5 separate regions of the Mus musculus genome follow, and all the other regions are linked to region 1. Evidence: chromatin contacts called from public Hi-C, HiChIP or PLAC-seq and Micro-C data. All regions are on one chromosome and are shown on one strand. Each heading gives the region's core, a stretch centred on a gene start, on an enhancer-like site or on the middle of the called end of the contact. The rest is flanking DNA. Distances are from core to core; before and after follow the strand shown. Region 1 holds the start of App (amyloid beta (A4) precursor protein). Region 2 holds the start of Mir155hg (Mir155 host gene (non-protein coding)). Region 3 overlaps Cyyr1 (cysteine and tyrosine-rich protein 1). Region 4 overlaps Cyyr1 (cysteine and tyrosine-rich protein 1). Region 5 has its middle 40 kb from the start of Gabpa.

Evidence for each region. A called contact is a pair of places that touch in the nucleus more often than the background predicts. HiChIP or PLAC-seq counts read pairs in DNA pulled down with a chosen protein or histone mark.
Region 2: a Micro-C map of embryonic fibroblasts shows a contact between it and region 1, with 6 times the contacts expected there. The contact joins the promoter of Mir155hg here to the promoter of App in region 1. A contact is called at or near these places in 3 of 39 promoter capture datasets (embryonic stem cells, liver and pre-B cells), 3 of 484 Hi-C or Micro-C datasets (embryonic fibroblasts and embryonic stem cells) and 2 of 115 datasets of contacts at active chromatin or transcription factors (bone marrow-derived dendritic cells and embryonic stem cells).
Region 3: a Hi-C map of the N1E-115 cell line shows a contact between it and region 1, with 4 times the contacts expected there. The contact joins the enhancer-like site here to the promoter of App in region 1. A contact is called at or near these places in 3 of 39 promoter capture datasets (3T3-L1-derived adipocytes and liver), 2 of 484 Hi-C or Micro-C datasets (the N1E-115 cell line and cortical neurons) and 4 of 115 datasets of contacts at active chromatin or transcription factors (embryonic forebrain, embryonic hindbrain, embryonic midbrain and 1 more).
Region 4: an H3K4me3 HiChIP or PLAC-seq map of neural tube shows a contact between it and region 1, with 2.9 times the contacts expected there. The contact joins the enhancer-like site here to the promoter of App in region 1. A contact is called at or near these places in 7 of 39 promoter capture datasets (the 3T3-L1 cell line, 3T3-L1-derived adipocytes, cranial neural crest and 4 more), 3 of 484 Hi-C or Micro-C datasets (B cells, cortical neurons and forebrain) and 9 of 115 datasets of contacts at active chromatin or transcription factors (craniofacial prominence, embryonic forebrain, embryonic hindbrain and 5 more).
Region 5: a contact with region 1 is called in a Hi-C map of forebrain, with 5 times the contacts expected there. The contact joins the enhancer-like site here to the promoter of App in region 1. A contact is called at or near these places in 2 of 39 promoter capture datasets (hippocampal neurons and neutrophils), 11 of 484 Hi-C or Micro-C datasets (the N1E-115 cell line, cerebral cortex, embryonic stem cells and 4 more), 9 of 115 datasets of contacts at active chromatin or transcription factors (bone marrow-derived macrophages, embryonic basal ganglia, embryonic forebrain and 6 more) and 1 of 9 other capture datasets (adipose tissue).

The regions. Positions count from the first base shown.
Region 1 is chr16:85,171,182-85,175,451 of GRCm38.p6, forward strand. App (amyloid beta (A4) precursor protein) reads right to left here and starts at 2,526. Exons shown (of 18, transcript NM_001198823.1): 1 at 2,321-2,526. The coding sequence starts at 2,377.
Region 2 is chr16:84,711,213-84,715,482 of GRCm38.p6, forward strand. Mir155hg (Mir155 host gene (non-protein coding)) reads left to right here and starts at 1,811. Exons shown (of 2, transcript NR_132106.1): 1 at 1,811-1,881; 2 at 2,841-4,033. It overlaps Mir155 (microRNA 155), which reads left to right and starts at 2,928; the gene lies at 2,928-2,992.
Region 3 is chr16:85,525,943-85,530,212 of GRCm38.p6, forward strand. All of the region lies in intron 2 of Cyyr1 (cysteine and tyrosine-rich protein 1), which reads right to left. Among named protein-coding and RNA genes, the nearest start is that of Cyyr1, 22 kb to the right of the region's middle. Within about 2 kb of position 2,484, at least 6 of the 459 cell types and tissues checked have an H3K27ac peak or open chromatin away from gene starts, as enhancers often do. A contact at or near this core is called in the N1E-115 cell line, where this site is marked.
Region 4 is chr16:85,472,897-85,477,166 of GRCm38.p6, forward strand. All of the region lies in intron 2 of Cyyr1 (cysteine and tyrosine-rich protein 1), which reads right to left. Among named protein-coding and RNA genes, the nearest start is that of Cyyr1, 75 kb to the right of the region's middle. Within about 2 kb of position 2,050, at least 4 of the 459 cell types and tissues checked have an H3K27ac peak or open chromatin away from gene starts, as enhancers often do. A contact at or near this core is called in neural tube, where this site is marked.
Region 5 is chr16:84,873,487-84,877,756 of GRCm38.p6, forward strand. No RefSeq gene overlaps it. Among named protein-coding and RNA genes, the nearest start is that of Gabpa, 40 kb to the left of the region's middle. Within about 2 kb of position 1,890, at least 34 of the 459 cell types and tissues checked have an H3K27ac peak or open chromatin away from gene starts, as enhancers often do. A contact at or near this core is called in the N1E-115 cell line, cerebral cortex, embryonic basal ganglia and 3 more, where this site is marked.

The DNA.
Region 1 (4,270 bases), core at 1,276-3,775:
CATGGCCCCATCATCAGCACCCTCCATCACACGGGTTCTTTTTGCAGAGCCACCTGCAGCAGACGGATTTTCTGTGATTTACAAAACGCAGCCAACTCATAATTCTGTGGCTTCAGTGGACGCAGAACTGCAAAGTGTGTCAAACCTCATCAGGATGAATTACCTATCCTTCCAGTGACTCACCAAAGGCACGAATGTAGTGCTCCCAGTAACCCTTTAAAGGTGATGATAACTGCAGGAGCATCTCCAAATGTTCGGCAGAAAAAGGATATGCAATCGCACAAGCCAAAACATAAATCCAGTTCATCTTGGCCTACACTGTGACTCTTTTTATACAAGTTAAAAAAAATGCTCAAGAAAAGTAAAATGCTCCAAAAATTAAAGTTATTCCTTTAATTACTTAGTCGTGTTTCTGCACAGCAAAACAATTAGAAAAACCGAATGACTATACAATTAAATTCTTAGGTCGTCAGAGAAATCAGAATTCCCTTGATTAAATGGCTTTGAAAAAAAAAAATGGAACACTAAATTCTTAAGACTCTTCGAAGACCTGTTTTAACCAGTCTGAGGTGACTTACAGATTCTGAAGCCACTTGTGGGTTAAAAAAAAAAAAAAAATTCAGAGGGGCTAAAAGTTCAATGACCTTGTAAATTAAGAGCTAAAAAAAATTAAATAAATAAAAACTCATACTAGTGTGATAGCCTAGCCAATCCCCACAAAATTGCAGGAAAACACTCGCCCGGAAATTGCTTTTTGGGAAAATTCCTATGAGGTAGAGGGGAAAGAGGAGGACGACGAGGAAGGGCTATTAGCAAATGCTTAGATGGTGAAGAGGGTACAAATGAAGAGAAATAAAACCAGCTGCCACGCAAACAACTTCCAGGCATCTCTGGATAAAAAGGAAAACAAGCCTTGTGCTGCATGCTGGAGAGTTGGATGAATGGGGAAGACTTGTTATACACCTAGTGGTGGGTGGATTTCACAGGCTGCAGCCTCCACACAGCTTTTCTTTGCTGCACTGCAGAGGCGCCATCTTCTCCGTCTTAATCTTCACCCTATTCAATCCTTTTATCTGCACCCCTTTTTTTTTTTTTTTAAAAAAAAAAGGAACCCTGAGGACCCTCCCCAGCATCCTGTGTCCCCCCCAGGGTGACTAAGCTAGAGTTCCCAAATCTGCCCCATAGGAGGCCGCACCTTAATCAGACAAACGCCTCCTTTGATGCCCTGGAGCCTCAGCCTCCCCACCACCAGGCACTGCCCTTCCCAGACGCACGCCTCACTCCCGGCTCGCTCTCTCTCTCTCTCTCTCTCTCTCTCTCTCTCTCTCTCTCTCTCTCTCTCTCTCTCTCTCTCTCAGGACTTTGCAGTCCCTCACAGGATTGCCAGTAGGTGGTGGTGATGCGGGGGTGGGAGACCGCGGGGCCCTAGCAGCACCTCTAGGCCCTCGGGGGCAGACGCGCAGCTCGGGGAAAGGAACGGCGGTGGCGCACCAACTACCAGGGCTCCGCCACCGCGCCCTGGACGGCGAGGGCGGGGTGTCGCGGCTTTTGTTCCCGGGGACCTTCTCAGACTCAGGGAGAAACTGGAGGTGCACTGAAGAGTCCTGGACGTCCAGGTTGAGGGACGGTGCCGGGTGGCCGCACTTTCCGATCCCTCCCATCACTTGGAACTTACACAAAAGGGAGACACGAAAATGCACAAAGTTTGCAAAAGGAAGGCGGCGGTGCGCGACCCCGCACCGACTCGGGAGAGGGTCGCTGCGCAGGCAGCCGCCGCCCGCGGCCGCCAGGAGCAAAGCCCAGCTTCGCAGTCAAGACAGGCGGGGGTGGGAAGGGAGTGTGAGCCAGGCGCTCCCCAGCATCCAGAGCTGCCCCCATTCCAACCCAGGACCCCAAGGAAGGGGAAGGGCGGCGATTTCCTCGCAGGGCACTGAATCCTGAGACGCTACGCTTTCGGTTTTCCACACGTGTCCCTTCCCCCTCGAACTGGGTGTCTCTCGCATCCCGGAGTCCAGCTCTCAACGCAGGGAGGAGTCAGGGTCTGCGTTCAGGCTCGTCCCCTCGCCTTCCAGCCCTAGGCTGGCACGGATATGGGGACCCCAGCGCCCTAACCCATTCCCTCTTCATCGCTCGGGCAGCGCGTCCCCGGGCAGGGTTGGGCCAGAGCCGCCGAAGCGCAGGGCGCCCGCAGGCGGGGGCGGCGAGGAGCGGTCTACCCGTGACAGCCCCCCACGTCTCGAGATTCAAGCTCCTCGGTGGGGAGGATCGCGTCCTCCCGGCGCCCGCCTCCCCAGTCTCGTTCCCAAGGCGCGGCACCCACCTCCAGAGCCCGAACCGTCCAGGCGGCCAGCAGGAGCAGTGCCAAGCTGGGCAGCATCGTGATCCTGCGTGGGCCACCGAGTGCTCCGTGTGCGAGTGGAAGATCCGCCGCGCCCTGGCTGTGTCCGCGCCGCCGCCGCCGTCTCCGGTGGCCCCGCGCTCGCTCTGCTCCCGGTGCTCTCGCCTCCCGCCGCCGAGGAAACTGACAGAGCTGGAGCGAGGCGGCGGGGCTCGCAGCCGGCAGAGTCAGCTGATCCCGCCCACCCGGCTCGCCACCCGACAGAGACCCCTAGCGGAGCCTCGGGGAGCTGCGCCCGAGCGCAGCGGGAGGCGACCCAGAGCCCACAGGTGCGGCGTCTTGGGCTAAGGGGAGCCGCGCTCCCGATGGGGTCTGGGAACCAAGTTGGGGAGTGATCTGGGTCAGGGAGAGGACCCCGCAATCGGGAGAAGGTGAACCGTAGGACGTTAAGGTTCCAGGGAAGTCGGGAGCGCTCTCGGCTCGTCCCCGCGCGAGCTTGAGTCACCCGACCCCGCAGGCCTCTCCCAAATGTGGTTGAGGAGCTAAGGCTGCGATGCGTGCATTTTTATCCGCAGTTCGTTCTCTCTATTTGGAGAGGTGGAGCGAGGCCGAGAACATTAGCAAAAGAAACAGGATTTTTTTTTTTTCTATTTTCTTTTTCTTTTGGTAGGAGGTCACCCTTCACGCCACTGCAATCTGGAATTTTTGTCTTTAGAATGTACCAGAGAAGGGCACAGGATGCAGAATGACCCATTTTTCTCCGTGTTTGGAGATGGGAAGTGGGTTTTTAAATGTATTATCATTGCATATTTGCTTGACGTGGATAATTTCAGAGAAGGGGACCGGCATCTGGGATTGAAGGAGGCAGGGAGGTAAAAATCTAAGATGGGGAAGAGATCAAAGTTAGGCCAGAAAAGATACCGAGTGATGGCTCTTTTTCCTCCACCTCCATCACCCAGGACTTCTTCCTGGAACTCTGCTCTCGATTTTTTTTTTTTTTTTTTTTTTTGGATCTGCCCTTATCCAGTGAAATGAACCTCCGTAAAACCATTTTCTCCTAGATTAAACACAAACTTCCCAGTGTTAAAATTACATTAGACCCATCCAGACATGCTCCCACTACCACCACCCTCCCGACCTAATGTGGCTTCAGACGCCAAGCTTTTGGCTCTCCCTAGGCTAGTGGAAGGAGATGAAGGTAATACCAAATGCATTCCTGGCTTCTGAGGCCACAGCCTTTTCCTTTACCTGATGTGTTTGCTGCTTAATTTTTTAATAACTTGACATGAGCTCTGGTCATCTGGGAAGGGGGAACCTAAATTGAGAGACATGCCTCCATTAGACTGACATGCAGGCAAACCTGTGGGGCATATTCTTTCTTATTAGTTGATGTGGGAGACCAGCCCTGAGCAGGTGGTCCTGGCTTGTGTAAGGAAGCAGGCTGAAGAAGCCAGGAGGGAAAAAAACAACAAGCAGTTTCTGCCACTGCCCAGTTCCTGCTTCAGGTTCCTGCCCTGTGTTCCTGCTCTGAGTTCCCTTCGCGTTAGACTGTGATCAGAACGCGTGAGGCTAATAAGCCCTGTCCTCGAGTTGCTTAGGATCGTGATTTTTTTATAACTCTGCAATAGAAAGCAACCTAGAAGGCCCGCTCTTTCTTTCCCACAGCAAGGAATCCAATCCCCTGTAAGTGTGGTGGGAGGATAGGTCTCCACCTCTTCCTTTCTGAGAAGTCAGCACTCATCTATCAACATGCCTACATACCACCTGCCCAACTCTACAGATACCTTTTTGTATTTGTCCTGAATGTCTGTCCTCTGAAGGTCCTCAACAAATAACAACAAATATTTGCTAAGTAACGTTTGCTTTGATTACATATGGCATTCATTTCCTACAGAAGCCAAGGAAAGGATAGGGAGGTAGCTCAGTCAATAA
Region 2 (4,270 bases), core at 561-3,060, 460 kb before region 1:
CCACATGGTATTGGTGAAAAATACAACCACTGGCTTCCTATAAAGAAAATATTTCATCATGCAGTTTCTTTGATAACTCTCGAATGGTTGGTGCTAAGAATAAGCCAGACAAAAAAATAAGCACATAGATATATACACATGTATATACATATATATATAATTGTAGGAGGATCTAATTCATGATTTTCTTGCTTGTTTGCTTGTACGTATGTTTGTTTGAAATACAGTCTCTCCCTATATAAACCAGAGTAGCCTGGAACTCCCAGAAACCTTACTGCCTCTGCTTTTTGAGTGCTAAGATTAAGGGTGTGTGCCACCACACTTGGCCTACAACTCATGATTTTAACATAAAGTGAGACCCTCATAAAACAAATGGAGTCATTTGAGAGAAAAGGTGGGAATGAATGCAGATGTCTTTGATAACTCAATCAGAAACTTAAAACTGGTTACAGTGGCAAAGTTTGTTTGTATGTATGTATATGTGTGTGTATGTATGTATGTATGTATGTATGTATGTATGTATGTATGTATGTATATGTGTGTATGTATGTATGTATGTATGTATGTATGTATGTAGATATATGTGTGTATATGTATATGATGAAAGTTGAAGATGAGTATGAATATGATGCCCTTTCTTACAGCTCCAAAAGTTCATCTACCCTACTCTGTATGTGTGTGTCTGTGTGTGTGTGTTATATGTGTGAGATACATGTGTGTGTGTGTGTTACCACAAAAAAATTACTAAAAATAAAAAGATCCAGTATAGGACATATTCTTCTCTGAGTACCTTAGCTGATAACATTTTCCCTGGCAAATCAGCAAGACTAGACAGATTGTGACATTCTATGCCTCCCTTATACCTCAAAATATTATCCTGAAGAAAAGTCTAATTATATTCTCCTGGAATGTCCTTAGGTTTAGGCTATACCACAGAGAAATGGTGATATGCCACATAGTGAATGGGACCTGGACTTACGATTTGTCTGAACTAAATATAGTGCTTAAGGTTGGTCGAGATTTTTACCTAAGGTCAAAAGAGTTGATTGCAATAGCAATTCCTAACATTATATTTTATTATTTATTGAGACGGGGTCCAATATAGCCCAAGCTGACCCCAGAGGTGATAAGTAATTGGGAACAGCCCTGAGCTCATGATCCTCCTAAGTCCATCTCTCAAGTCCTGAGATCAAAGGCTGCACCAGTGTCCATGTATGTGGTACTTGGGAATCAAACCTAGGCTTTTCATGTAGATAGATGATAGATAGATAGATAGATAGATAGATAGATAGATAGATAGATAGATAGATAGATAGGTGTGTATGTGTGCACACATGTATGTATATATGTAATATACATATATATGTATATATGGCTATACATATATATGTATATATGGCTATATATATATAGCCAGATGTGGTGGTATATGGCTATAATTCCAGAATTTGGGAGACTGAAGTGTAAGGTCATGAGTTCAAGGCCAGCCTAGGTTATATAGGGCAACCTTGGCTACCTATACTAAATATATTCTTGGTAATACCTTTATTCAGATGGTATCTTTAAAGGATAGAAACAGAACTTATAGATAAGTTATTTACTTAAATTGGAATGGGGTTATGTAGGCACTCATGCACACATGCACAGTTGCATATATTCTCCCTAATGGGTCAATAATATGGCATGAAGTAGAACACTAGAATCTTAATAGATTTACTGAGGACTTACTGAGTTCAATGCACTATGAAGAGAAAAGGTATTATTACAGTCTTTCTTTTGGCTGAAATAAAATCCAAGATTGAAACTGTGTAATTCACAGACTTTCCTCATGAAACCAGCTCATCTGAGAAAACAGCAAAGTTTAAAAAAGAAATACTATCAGTAAGTATGATATATTTCCTTGGTTTGGAAATTTCCAAGCCACGATATTCTGCCCTGTCAAAATATATTCACTGGGGAATTTTTAACTTGATGCATTTCTTTTGAACTTAATCACATTTCTACATCTAGCTGGTTTCATTATTAAAGAAAAGAAAAGGTGGTTCCCCTCTGGTCCTAAAGGGAACCACAGACTTGAGTGATGCTTGAACTTCTAGGTTCGCGTACAGTAACACTGAAACCAGAAACTTGTGGGAGAAATGTCACTTTATCTGAGAGAGTAAAATCCAACTCTAACAGGAAACAGCAAATTCATCTTTTTTCTTTTTCTAAACCACTCTGCTGGAGACAAGTCCCTTGAGTCAGAGCTCTTTAAGGCGCACTTCCTTTACATGGGTCAAACTGAAGCCACCGGTTTGTGAGTCCCCAAAGGAATCACTGGAGGACAACAGGAGCATTTTCAGATACCTTTCAGGGCAGACCTGCCCTGGCTGTACCCCCTATCTTGAAGAAAAAGAAAAACGAATAAGGTGAAAATCGCAACTACTATTTATAGAATCAAAATGGGTTCATCCATTGAGTTTTAACTTTCAAAAATCATAAAGTACCATCCTAAATATCTGAGATTTCTTGAATTGCCTAGTGACCTGTGGGATGTACGTCAGAATATTACCCAGAACTGAAGTTGTGTCCTTTGAACTTCAGCATTGTAGAACTATGAACCGTGGCTGTGTTAAAAATGATACATGTATTCAAATATTTCCACAGAATTTAAAGTTTGATTTTATAATTAGTTTTTAAATTGCAAACCTTACAAAAATTTTCCAAAATTTACTTAGAAGCATTTCAGAGCTCTTTTCTTTCAAAGCTGAAGTCTACCTTGCCTTCAGATTCATAATCGTTCACTCTACTTTATAACTAACTGTGTGCGTACACACAACTATTTCTTTTTCTCTTTGCAGGTGCTGCAAACCAGGAAGGGGAAGTGTGTGGTTTAAGTTGCATATCCCTTATCCTCTGGCTGCTGGAGGCTTGCTGAAGGCTGTATGCTGTTAATGCTAATTGTGATAGGGGTTTTGGCCTCTGACTGACTCCTACCTGTTAGCATTAACAGGACACAAGGCCTGTTACTAGCACTCACATGGAACAAATGGCCACCGTGGGAGGATGACAAGTCCAAGAGTCACCCTGCTGGATGAACGTAGATGTCAGACTCTATCATTTAATGTGCTAGTCATAACCTGGTTACTAGGATAGTCCACTGTAAGTGTTACGATAAATGTCATTTAAAAGATAGATCAGCAGTATCCTAAACAACATCTCAACTTCAAGCCCACATGTTTATTTTTTATCTTGAATGGAAAGTGAAACTTGTATCATTTTTATTTCAAAATTATGTTCATAACCATCTTCAATGATTCAACCAGAATACAAAATGAATGCACTAAAAAGGACATTTCTATATTTCTGTAGTTAAAATTCAGGACGGCCATTCTCGACTGACATCTAGGATTGTCTGGAATACCTCTTGTAAGACTTGGAATTGGCATTTTTTCCACATTACAATGTATTAGTCAACTTTGATTTAAAATTTGTAACTCTTGTGTTTTAGTGTAAGGAAAAATTTAGGGTTAGTGTTAGAGTTTAGGGCTAGGTAAGGAAAAACTGAGTCAACACTGAATGATTTTTTTAAAATCTATGAGCCAGCTGTTGGTAGTTTACTCCTTTAATCCCAGCACTCGGGAGGCAGAGACAGGCAGATGGCTGAGTCGAAGGCCAACCTGGTCTACAGAGTGAGCTCCAGGACAGCCTTAGCTACACAGAAAAATGCCTTATCAAAAAATTAAGAAAATAAGATGAAGTATTAAAAAGTGACATGACAAATCATTCCTGAGGGCTACCTATATATTCCTCACACGGTATAAATATTTAATTTAATTAATATTTAATTTCAAATATTCACATTTGAAATGAAACCCAAATCTGGGTTCAAGCTTACTGCTTTAGCTGCACAGTAAAGCTGTGTAGTAAGGAGACCCACGTTTCCTACGCATTTCTTCATGAATGCGGATGAAACTTTACAAGGTTGGTGTGCAGCTCACTGGAGATGAACAACTCTTTGTAAGGTAATAAAATCCCACAGTGATGTCTTAAAGCCAATCCAAAACTCACCCCGTTGCCTGACATAGGTAATAATTTGATATACAGAAGTTTAATGTTTGAATTCCTATGCAATTTTTCTCCACAGTGATATCACTGACGAACACATAGACAGCTGGACTTGTTATATTTAATTTATACCTGTTCTTTTTTTTTTTTTTTAAAGACTTTTTATTTATGTATATATATGTATATATATATTTATGTATATATGTAAGTACACTGTAGCTGT
Region 3 (4,270 bases), core at 1,234-3,733, 350 kb after region 1:
GATTGGCTTCTCCCTTGTGATAAAGACCTTTCCTTAATCTTCTGTGTGTGGAGTAATGATGCACTGTACCCTAGACTCTCTTAAGACCAAGTCATGAGACAGAATTCTGTTAGAGAAAGTAATCATTTAGATTCAGTTGAAAGCATAGATCCAACTTCTATGAGTGGCAGTTGTTGTTATAGCAATTTTTCCAAGTTGGGACATTCTGTGCTGCCGGGAGTCTCTTAAAGACTCAGGACATTCTTAGATGGGGCTCCTTAACAATCAGGAGGTAAACAACTCAGAATTTTCAGGAACTTCCTGAGACTGACAAGTTTCACTAGCCCCCCCCTCCACCCTTTCTCCCTCATGAACCGTTACCCATACTGGCATAGGCTTTCTGTCATGCAGCTGCTTTTGAGCCAATTTTGGTCCGTAAGTAACACCACCCCCCCCCCAAACACACTCACTCTCCTGTAAGTAATCCTAATAAACTCATTGGTTCAGTAAGTTTGACTTAGGTGGTATCTTTATTTTGGTTTGTGCCAATACGCTATCTGAGCTGAGTAGACATTTGTTCAGGAGTTCATACATAATTAAAGGAGCCTCTTCTTGCATTTCCTCATCCTTTATCATTTCCATAGTATTTTCTGCTTCCATAAGATGACCCCTTTTGGATCTCTTGCCAAAAGATGTGCTTATAAATAAAGCACATAAATACCAACTTTTTGAATATATTCACAATGGGCTCATATATAGGGAAGAAGGAAGAAAAGAAGGGAAGAACGGAGGGAAGGGGGAGGGAGAGAGGGAGGGTAGGAGTGTGAGCATATGAATGAGAATGAGAATGGGGGAGAGAGTGAGACTTGCTCCATGGAGATTGGAGATGCATCCTATCTCCTCTGGTTAGAAAGTCAGGTCTGCACTGCAATTGTCCTAGCTTTGGGTCCTACTGGGTCTCATTGTTGCAGTGTCCCTTGCTGCTGTGCTTCACTGTTTAAGGGATCTTCCAAGATGTTGGGTACAAAGGACTACAGAAAAGAAAAACATTCCAGAATGTGTGCCCCCCCCTCAATACCTGAGCACAAAGAGACTTTGCTTGCCTAGCCAAAGAGACCTCCTCCTACAGCTCTGAATGGTACCGAAGTCCACCTAGTACCTGGGTTATGTTTGGTCTACTGTGGATTAAACAGAGGAAGAAACCTGGCAAAGGCCTTAATTAATTAGGCATAACTAAATTTGTCTTGAATCTGCCAGGTAGCCATAGCCCAGGGTCGCTGTTGTACACACCCTGTCCAGGTTTGAGAGCTGCATTCAGTGGTAGCTTGGGGCAGAATGTGCTTTCTCCATCTCGCTCAGAATCAAAACCAAGGCTTCCACTCAAAAAGGAAGAAACAAAACTATCATAAGCACAGCAAATAGCCTGACAGTGGTGGCGCATGCCTTTAATCCCAGCACTTGGGAGGCAGAGTCAGGCAGATTTCTGAGTTCGAGGCCACCTGGTCTACAAAGTGAGAACAGCCAGGGCTATACAGAGAAACCCTGTCTCAAACACACACACACACACACAAGCTCAAAAAAAAAAAACAAAAAACAAAAAAACAAAAAACAAAAAAAACCCAAAAACAACAAAACCAAAAACGGCAAATACGCCATGGAATGTAAAATAAGTTGACTATACGAAGCCAAAAAGATGAATGAAAAGAAATTGTTCTAGACATGATCAATCTCAGTCCTTGGAATAACCAGTGGCTCTGAGTTGCCATACAATCTGTTTTTTTATTTGTTACTAGTGGATATGTTTTCTGTCTGAAGACTACCATGGTTGTACATTATATACAATAAATAAAGGCAAACTGTTGTTCTTTAACAGCCCTGTAAGTTCTATAAGCACTGGTTTTTATGGAGAGAACTGCTAATTAGCATAATTTTTGAAAAGCCTAATCAGGACCATTCTGAACTGCTACATGCAAAGGCACACTCATATCTATAGATCACTGTGATCACACTGCTGAGATGCGCTGCCGTCAGAACACTGCTGTGTACATCCATTATTCATGTACCAGTAGAGAAGAGCCAGGCATGTTCAAAACAGATGCCAGAAATCTTGGGAATTAAATTTTGAAAGGGGAATTAACTAGAATTCTACAGTGAATCTGTTTGTGAAGCCAATCATTACCTCTCGGCATTTGCTATTCCATGTGCTATTTCTTTTTCGTAAATAAGAATTAGGTAACATTATTCAGACCTGTCCCTGTTTCCGAGACCCTCTTCTAACTCCCCGGTCAGCCTATGGTAACATGGCAGACATGTAAATCTAAGAGGCATGGCTTTGGGGGCTGTGGTATACTTTTTTGGCAATCTCTGGGCAGAGGGATACAACACTTATTGAGCTGCCTTCCAGTCGGCAATCTATAATCACATTTGATGGAGCAGCTGGACAGCTTCCCTGAGGCTGAGGGTGCTCCCGGGGGCAGGGAAGCTCCAGTGTCAGCAGGTGGCAGTAGCAGATGTTACTCTTCTGTTGACACTGAGGAAGGCCCGGGAAATCCCCTCAGCAGGCTAAGCCCCGCCGAAAGGCCTCCAGCTTTCCAAACTCTCTTGGCGAAGACACTCTGCTCTGTACTTGTTTTCTTTTCTCCCTTAGTCCAGATATTTTCCAAGTCTGATATGTTTACTACTGACAAAAATGCATACATCCCTGCTGATTGCTTCCATGTATAAATATATCACCCAGCCCTTTAGGATCCAGAAGCAAATTCTTTATTTCCCTTTTAACTACTTTCAAGGGAGGGTCAATGAGGTTAAGAAAACAAGAGAATTCCAAGGGCATTTTTTTTTCCTGCATCTCAACGGTCATAATCTTTCTTCTATAACTTCATTTTACTTCAACCAATATGAAGTATATGAAGCTCCCCCAAAAATGTCTTGTTATCCAGTAAAGGTGAGGCCTCTCCAGCTAGTCTAAGAATGGATATTTTTTAATATTACAATCTTAAAGTAGAAGGTTTAGATACAAAGGATGTGCTTAGATTAATTCTAATCATTAGTTTTAACTAAGATATGAAATTAGCGATGAATGGATGGACAGACTGACGAATGAATAGGTGATGATAAAGTATCACTCACAGAACACTATTCAACTATTAAAAAAGAACAGAATACTGCCATCTGTACCAGCATGGACAGAGCTAGGATGCATGCCTTAAGCAAATGAACCAGAATAAAACCACATTTCCATGTAGAAGCTACAACAAGAAAATCATCTTTTATATAGATTAACAGTTGCATAGGTTGCGAAGTGGGAGGTGGATGGATAACAGTAGGTTGGATTTGACCACTGCATGTCTTCTGCATATGTCAATTACTGAACTCCATAAACTTGTGGAACTAATATAGTTTCATTGAAAATAAATTCAGGGTCGCCATCTTGGTTCCGGGACTCAGCAAAACTTAGGAAATTAGTCTGAACAGGTTAGAGGGTGCGCCAGAGAACCGGACAGCTTCTGGGACGGGCAGAAGCACAGAGCCGCTGAGGCAGCAGCCTGGGCGGGCCGCAGACAACCGGCCACCATCCGGACCAGAGGACAGGTGTCCGCCTGGCTCGGGAGACGGCCTCAGCCTCAGGAGCAGCGGTCACCATCTTGGTTCCAGGACTCCCTGGAACTTAGGATTTTAGTCTGCACAGGTGAGAGTCTGCACCACAGAAGCTGACAGCTTCTGGGAACTGCCAAAGCAACACAGCTTCTGAGAGAGGCCCTGTTTTGGGCCTTCTTCTTCGACCAGGAGGAGGTCCAAAAACAAGATATCTGCGCACCTTCCCTGTAAGAGAGCTTGCCAGCAGAGAGTGCTCTGAGCACTGAAACTCAGAGGAGAGAATCTGTCTCCCAGGTCTGCTGAGAGACGGTAACAGAATCACCAGAAGAACAATCTCTAAACAGAGTCAACTATAACTACTAACTCCAGAGATTACCAGATGGCGAAAGGTAAACGTAGGAATCCTACTAACAGGAACCAAGACCACTCACCATCATCAGAACCCAGCACTCCCACTTCGCCCAGTCCAGGGCACCCCAACACACCCGAAAACCTAGACCTAGATTTAAAAGCATATCTCATGATGATGGTAGAGGACATCAAGAAGGACTTTAATAAATCACTTAAAGAAATACAGGAGAACACTGCTAAAGAGTTACAAGTCCTTAAAGAAAAACAGGAAAACACAATCAAACAGGTAGAAGTCCTTACAGAAAAAGAGGAAAAAACATACAAACAGGTGATGGAAATGAAC
Region 4 (4,270 bases), core at 800-3,299, 300 kb after region 1:
AAAAAGGCAAGGGCCACGTGAAACTGTAAAGCATCAGCAATGATGTCTGTTAGAAGAAGCCTTTCACACAGACATAAGAATTTCTAAGAACTACATAGCAGTTGTGAGAGTCTTCTCTAAGTGTGTGTGTGTGTGTGTGTGTGTGTGTGTGTGTGTGTGTGCGCGCGCGCGCGAGTGCACGTGTGTGCGCGAGAGCTCCTTCCTCCTAAGTCCCCATGACAAACCACAGAACAATAACACCAGAGTTCACTGGGGGAACCAATGAGTCTAAACAATTTAGAGTAATCAGTAAGTGATAATGGGGAGGAACTTGGGAGACCATAAAGAAGCCACACTAGAGGGTCTGAAACCAGCATGGATGGGCGGGGGGGGGGTAGACAGAGCTTTCCCCCTCATTCTTCCCGGCTGACTCACTTCTGGCTCCTCCCAGAGACCACGTGCAATTAGGGTAGATTGCCGTCAGCTGGCTGGGCAGAGGGCCCTATATTTGGATAAGGGCGCTTTAACCCTTCCACCTTTTCCTTGGATGAGGGAAAGCCAAGCGGGCAATAAGCCTAGCCATGGAGATCTTTTGCAAGAGAAGTCATGATGAAGTCATGATGAAGTCATGATGAAGTCATGATGGCGACAGCATGGCTGGAGAAAAGTCCTGTGTAACGATAGCCAGAGATAAATTGTTTCGAAGAGAGTGCTTGGATTTTAAAAAGAATAAATTTAAAATGAGTTCATTTCTTATTATAACAAATTACCAGTGAGTTAAGTGGTTCAATCTTTTCTTAGGGAAAGAAATATTAAATGGTCCAATTTATTTATGATAATCTATATATGAAATGACAGGGCAATGAAAAAAAATCTTATTCCAACAGCAGAAGAAAGTAAGATACAGACATAAAAGGAATAAAGTATGACACAATCTCCCATTAGAATATTCTAATTTCCCAATAACCTTGGAGTTTTGAGCAACGTATTACAGTAATATCTTTCAAAGCCAATATTTTAGCAGAATATTTTAGTAATTTATAATAAGATAGATAATTTAATAAAATTTCAACTTGCCTAACTTAAAGGGAGTGAATACATTTTCTTCTATGATGCTTTACTAAATCATCACACTATTGCAAGAATAGGAAAACAAGTGGCTGGAGTCATACCTCAGAGTCATACCTCAGCAGACGAGAACACTTACTGCTTTCGAAGAGGACCCAGGTTCAGTTCCCCAAACCCAAAAGTGTCTGCAACTCTAATGTCAAGGATCAACAGCCCTCTTCTGGCCTCCACAGACACCTTCATATATATGTGCGGTGCACATATATACATGCCAGCACATACACATTGGAAAACAAGCTAATGGAGAACTGTTTTCAGGTCTTGCATAATTTCCAATAATAATCATAGGGTCTCAGAACTATATTCTTATTATTTTCTCTATAGCTAGCTATATATGTATGTCTGTGTGTGAATATCATATTAAAGACTGCGATGCCAAATGGATTAGTTATTACTATTGTTCTGTGAATAAAATATCAGTGAAGGCTAAAAATACTACTCTATCTGATTTCCCCAAATGTTATTATTCTGAGAATAACAGAAATCAGTTACTAAAAATTCCCTAGGGGTGAAGTGCTAAGTGAAATCATTAAAGGGATTTGCAAAGGAGGAAGAGGAGGAGGGGGAGGAAGAGGAGGAGGAAGCGGAAGAGGACGAGGAGAATCAGTATTATTATTTTCTTGGCATGTTTCTATTTCCACTGACTGCAGGGTAGAGAATTTTAAATCCACGCTCACATTCACAGTCATCTCCCTGCCAAAGCAGCAGCAGGCTTTTATGGCCTAAAGCTGAAAGGTCTAATAAGGCCCCCAGGCTTGAGTTGATGCAGCCCGAAAGAACCGCAGGGGCAGGTGATGGATTTAATGGGATAATGAGCCTGTGAGCCTTGCTCAGAACTTGCTTAGGTGGATCTGCCAGCAGCTGGACTGACTATACATTCAAGCCTGGCCACTCTCCCCAACAGCTGTGATGCTCTTTCTGGACCCTGTCTGTGCCTAGACAAACCTGTGATGGATCACTGTCTACTGAGGCTGTCTCCTGCCTATGGTTTGCCTGGCTCTATATTTATCCTCTGGATTCCACTCTTCTGAGCTGGGGGCTGCCCAGACCTGGCAGCTGATACCTTGCCACACTTCTCTCCTTGTCTTGCTCACAGCGTCACCTCTGCCAGCCTGCTGTGATGGACTGGGGCTGCCATTTTGACTTCTTCCTATGATCTAGTATCATTCTCATTAACGTTATTTATAAAGTAACCCACTCTCCCCAGAACACTGTCTCGTGTTCTCTCAGGACAGACAGATATAACTAAATGCAAATTGATCCTGAGGTCATATCTTACTATTATCTACTTAAAAAAAACGAGACAAAACAAAACAAAACAAAAACACTATTTTTATCTTGTCTCATTTCAGTAGGAAACAGTTCTATAAAAGGAATGTGACTAGCCAACTAGGGACAGAGACCAATCTCTAGATCAATACTTTTAGCCAAGGCCTGGGTTATCCTGCGTGACCCAGCTTGCGTTACTTAACCTGTATTCAAGCTTGCTGTTTGGAACCACAGTGTTAAAAGGAGGAGTGGTAGGAGAGTGGATCAGAAGCAGAAGCTAGATAATTGTCAAGCATAGGTGCAAGTGTTCATGTACACTGTAGACTGGTGGAGTTGATAGTACCAAAATTGTAGGCTGGCTCTTGGGTGAGAAGATTAGGAAAACCTTCAATAACATTTTAGAGACTCTGACACTGAGAAGGAAAGGAAACAAGGGAAGGGCTCCAACTATGGATCAGAGTGTAGACTCATGGATGGTAGATTACATGCAGAACATCTAATAAAAGGATCAATCGCCCAATGATCTTGGGAAAGAATACAAGAGGTTCAGCTTGACAAAAGCATTGTGCCATGGAAGAGATTGGGGAAGGGTGGGTGGTTCAAGAGCAGAAAATTCACCGATGGCTGTCTTTGAATCATCAAAGCAAACTCTCCAAAACCTATGTAAGCCTCTGCTATCCTCAGGCAACAAAGCTTTTGAATAATCCCAGCATTTAAATGTTACCCAGCCTGGAGGTAACATGTATCTTATGGTGGAAAGTAGAAGGTTAAGGTGTTTCTGTGTGGCTATGAATTTTTAGGCTGCATTTAGTCTATCAGATTTTTACTTTTAAATCTCTCAAAGAGAACTGCTCTGCAGAATGTGTGCTCTGATCTTTTATAGGGAAAACAAGAAGAGTTGGACTAAGGAAGTAGGCGCAGGGAGGCCAGGGCACAAACTTGTCCATCTTGCTTCTTAATAGTCTGATTTTAATCAAGTGTATTTTCCCAAGGCGATTGTGTATTTAGAAGACACATCTGTTTTTAACTATATTTGGTAGAATTTTAAGATAACAAGCATGTAGCAACAGGAACTTTGCTTTGGTCTTAAAATCTATGACCTCTTAACTGACCCCTGGAACTTTGTGCTTACACTTCTGTGAATCGTAAATTAAAAATTTGTCTTTGAGATATAATTAGACAACATCATGCAGTCTGGTCTTGCTACCCAGATCTTTGTTCAGTCCGCATCTAATTGGCTTAGAGATATTTGGGGTTCCCTTCAACTCCCCAGAACATGATGAATTAACAGAAATTCTACTTTAGCAATGTTGTTGCTGCAGGTCAGCAAAGGAAAGCCAAGTAAATGGAGAAATCTTACCCACTAAGCACTAAAATAATAGATTGGAGCAGAATTAAATTTCAAAGATGTGATTAATTATAGAGCAATAGGAACAAAATTCAATGTACATTGACTAGTTATATTTCAAACTGTATTTAATCACACAATTCTTTGGCAATATCTCCAATTCTGAGAGGGAAAAGTATCTCTTTTCAATAATCATTATCACACTTATTCTCAAAGTAAGAAACAATCTTGTATATGGAAATGTGATAACCATATAGGAAGTAATAAATATTTCATATGCGTAATTACGATTTCATTTTATCAAATTATCTAGTCAATTTAGCCAAACCTTTTATCTTATATCTCTTTGTCTCTGTTCTCTCTGTCTCCGCCAGTCTCTGTGTCTCTGTCTCTGTCTCTCTGTCTCCGCCAGTCTCTGTGTCTCTGTTCTCTCTCTCTGTCTCCGCCAGTCTCTGTGTCTCTGTCTCTGTCTCTCTCTGTCATACATACACATACACATGGCCTCAGTATGTAGCCTAGGCTGGCATGAAACTCAGAACCATCCTG
Region 5 (4,270 bases), core at 640-3,139, 300 kb before region 1:
TATGTACCGAAGTGGCTCACTTTTGACACACGCACACATCAGCAGGAGGAAACTGTATACAGCCAACTTTTAAGAATGACGTCAAGTATGATAGTACACCTCTCCGATCCTCTGGAGCGCTTAGAGTCAGTCACAGATGGCTGAGTTCAAGGATTACATAGTGAGACTCTATCTTAGAGAACGAGGGAGTAGGGAGGCAGCCTGTATAACAGTCACCTCCACTCTCATCAGAGATTTTGGGATTGGGTATGTGTGGAGATGTCTAGATCAAAATTGAAAGAAAATTGTTTTTAAGAAGTAAGTTTTCAGTATGACAAAACTTCGTTTCCTTTGTTGTTGTTTACCCGTAAGTTTCAGGGGTGGGGTGGGGGTGACAAGTCTTTAAAGCCCGAGTCTTGGAATTCTTTCACATCAGTACCAAGTAGGAGCTTTTCTTAAACAGTTACTGTTTGTTTTTAGGTCTCCCTGCATATGCTCTTGAGTGAGTGTGTATGTCTGTGCGCGTGTGTACACTTGCTACATGCCTGTTTGTGGAGGTCAAAGGACAACTTCATCTACCATGTGAGTCAGGTCATTGGACTCGGTGGCAAGCATCCCTCCCCACTGAGCCATCTTGCTGATCCACAGGTAGGATTTTAGTATGTTGGCACGAGCTTCACGGGCTGATAGCAGGCAGCACTCAGCAGGAGGTTGAGACAGTTTGGACTAATGAGGTAAAGCCCAAATGTATCCTAGCTTTGTGCTCTGGGGAGTGAGATTCCAGGACACAGTTAGGGGAAAGGTTACTGGCCACCGGGCTCTGAGAGGCTGCAGAGGGGCTGGGTGATGGCTAAGCAGTTAGGCACACTGGCTGTTCTTTCATAGGTCCCGAGTTCAAGTGCCAGAAACCACATGGTGGCTCACAAACACCTGTAATGGGATTTGATGACCTCTTCTGGCATGCAGGTGTACATGCAGATAGAGCACTCATACATATAAATGAATGAATGAATCAATCAATCAATCAATCATTCAATCTTTTTAAAAAACAGAGTTTGCAGAACATAGAACACAGCTATCAGGTACCATTTGAGGGGGTACATAGAAGGTTCTCCCACACTTATTGGCTCACTGCCTTGAGGACACAGCCTACTGATGTCTGAAAACGCATACTTGAATGAAGCTCAGGAAGCAGACACAGGATCCATGCTCCCACCGCTGCAGAGGAAAAGTGGTAATTTTGAGGCATTAAATAATACAATCTGAAAGTACTATAACTGGCTATTAATTTGTGTCATGATTCTTAAAAAGAAATCCACTTTTAAAAACCAGAAGGCTAGGGATCAATTTCACATGCTCATCAATAAATGTCTCAAAGTATTTAATCATATCTCATGGCCACTCACATACACCTTTAAAATTATTTTTATTCTTTCTATTGAATTTTTGATAAGCCCTTCTCCCCTAATTCAACTGGAGTTTGTATGCTGCTTATCTGGCTACTATTATTGAGTTATATGTCTAAATAATAAAAATGAAACCATGAGAGTGAGGTTTCTGGGATAAGGCGAGGTCCCAGTTCCAGAGTTTTCCAGCTGAGGTCACTGTGGCTAAGGCATCCTCGGCTGGCACGAGACGCGAGAGGAAGAAGGATGCAAATCGGAAAGCGTGGCCAAAGCAAAAGGACAGGGACACATTTTGGAGATGACGATAAATGTGTGGTGGCGGCTGTTTTCCTTTGGACTCAGTGACGGGGAGAACGCTTGTGCCTGAGCTGATGAGCCGGCACAACAAACGTACAGACTAAGCTGTAGTGATTCTGCAGGTGGTCGGCATCACTGGCCTTCGCAGTGACGCAGCGCATAAGTCACTAAATCAGCCTGTGTCATATTGCAGTCACTCGCAGATTCCCTGCGTTGGAGCTCATTGGCTGGCATCTGAGCTTGGCAGACAGTTGTAGAGGGAAGCCGCAGGCTACCTTTCCAGCAATGGGTTGAGGTCCAATCCTTCTCCCTCCATGTCACCAGGACACGACAGGAAAGTCCGAAGCAAGCCCAGGGTTGTTTATTAAGAACAGTTACCCCAGTTCAAAGTGGCTGAAAATTCTAGGATTAAAAATGTCTGCCTGGCCGCATCACAGCTCCAAAATAAACAGTGTGTGCTTGAGCCCCGCCAGCTGTTTTGGTAGTCACACATGTAGTCTAAATGGCAAGGTAAAGAAATTTATGTAACTAAAAACTGTTCATCAACAAGGACTCCCTGGGTTTTTTTTTCTCCCCTTTGAAATGGGAAAACATATTTTTCAGATCTTACTCAGCTGTGCAAGGAGGTAAACAGATGTATTCCTTCACACTCCCTGCAGAGCATATTGCGCTGCTCACACATACAAAGCGATGGAGTTGAAGCTACACAAATGTTGTCTGTTATGAAACCTGTCTCCGCAGGGATATCATTTCCAAGGAGGGTCTCGTTTAAGAGACCAGTGCTTGGTGTCACGCTTTGTGCGAAAGGTGATTTTTTGTTTTCTTATGAACACAGTATTATTCACGTTTAAACCTTGGCTTAGTGGGCAGTTATTCCTCACCTCCTCCTTCTTAAACTTAGAGGATTTTATCTGTTTAAAATTCTGTTGTTCCTGTCGAGGTGTTGAATGGCTCCACTGAAGGAAGAAGGGTCTGGGTGAAGTTGAAGGGAATTCTAGGCATGGAGGCAACACACAACACAGCCTTGGAATCCGAGAGTTGACGACGGTGCTCCCCATGGAAACAGCATTCATTTGGAATTCTGCCAGAGCATGAGCACTGTGTTCAGCATGTACGTCCCTGTCAAGAGGCTGGAGGACCCTGCTGATGAGGCTCAGTGGCCCAAGAGAGAAGCCTGAGGAGGGGTTTGTGCCAAAGACACCTGCATCTTGGATAGTCTTGTAGCAACCCTCCAGACGACTGTCCTCTGCTGTCCATGGGGAATGACTCCAGACACAGGCACCGGACTTTGAGGGTGCGCAACACTCATAGGGCAAGAATTTGCATATAACACAAGCACAAACTCCCTAGGTCGCCTCTAGACTAATACATAGAACGTTGTGAGCACTCTGTAAATGATTGTTTAACGGTGCCATTTAGGGGTAGTGACAGGAAAATGGTTTGTTTTTGGTCACTAACTGTTAGCAGTTGTCAATTAACCTCTCAAATCGACTAGGCAGGGGCGTGTTTCTCGATACTCGCCCCAATGTTTTGGGTTCCTGAATGAAAGACACACACAGACACACACACAGACACACAGACACAAACACACACACACACACACACACACACACACACACACACTGTTTAATGTGCCTTAACAGCTCAATGGCTGGGTCACTCCCAGAACTCCACATGGCTACACTTCCCAATATCCCTGAGTTACACTTACTGTCCTAGACCCAATGGGTGGGGGTAGGGACTGGGGCTTTTTTTCCCTGCTCTCTCTTCTGCACTTCTTAGGCCTCGTCCTTCTTCTTTCCTGTCGTGGCAGTTCTCAATCCTTCTGTAGGTCCCCTTGCCCACGAATCCTAAAGTCCTGCCTCTGTCTCACCGCTCAGCCATTGGCTGCCGGCCACTTTATTCACCAATCAGAACCAACTGGGGGCAGGGACCCTCATCATCTTGTGCAATTTTGGGAACCCAATTAACATAATATAAGCATTAGACGAAATCCACAACAACTATCAGATAAAACATTTTTTGTTGTTGTTTTGAACATTCTCTGTAGCCCAGGATTGGTTTTATAGTCATTGCATAGCTGCAGGTGGCCTTGAACTCCCGACCCTTGGGCCCCCACCTCCCAAGTACTGATATTATCGGCGTTTATGTCATGATTGGTATGTCATGATTGGCCAGATGTAATTTTTCAAACAATTTTTATACACAGTTGGTTGAAGCTGCTGGTCTGGACCTTGTAGAGATGGAAGGCTGACCGTATTTCTGATCAGTCGCTGAAATATTGAAATGAGCTGTAAAGGCTCAAGGGAATGTGACCACTTAGCAAAATAACAATAGGTTCCAACCTAAGACCCAGGGTTTCCCAAGCCATGGATTCGTGATGAGTGTTTTAGTTCCAGATCTGAAATTCTTTCCTGTGGAACAAATATCAAATCCAGCAAAAATAGAGTTACCCTATTTTTGATACTAGCACTATACCAGTTATCACATCTTGCCAGGCAGATCAGTATTGTAGCAAGCTGTACCCTAAATAGGACCCTTTAATCAGCCCCTCACCCCCACCAATGCTCAGAGAATATCATATAAGA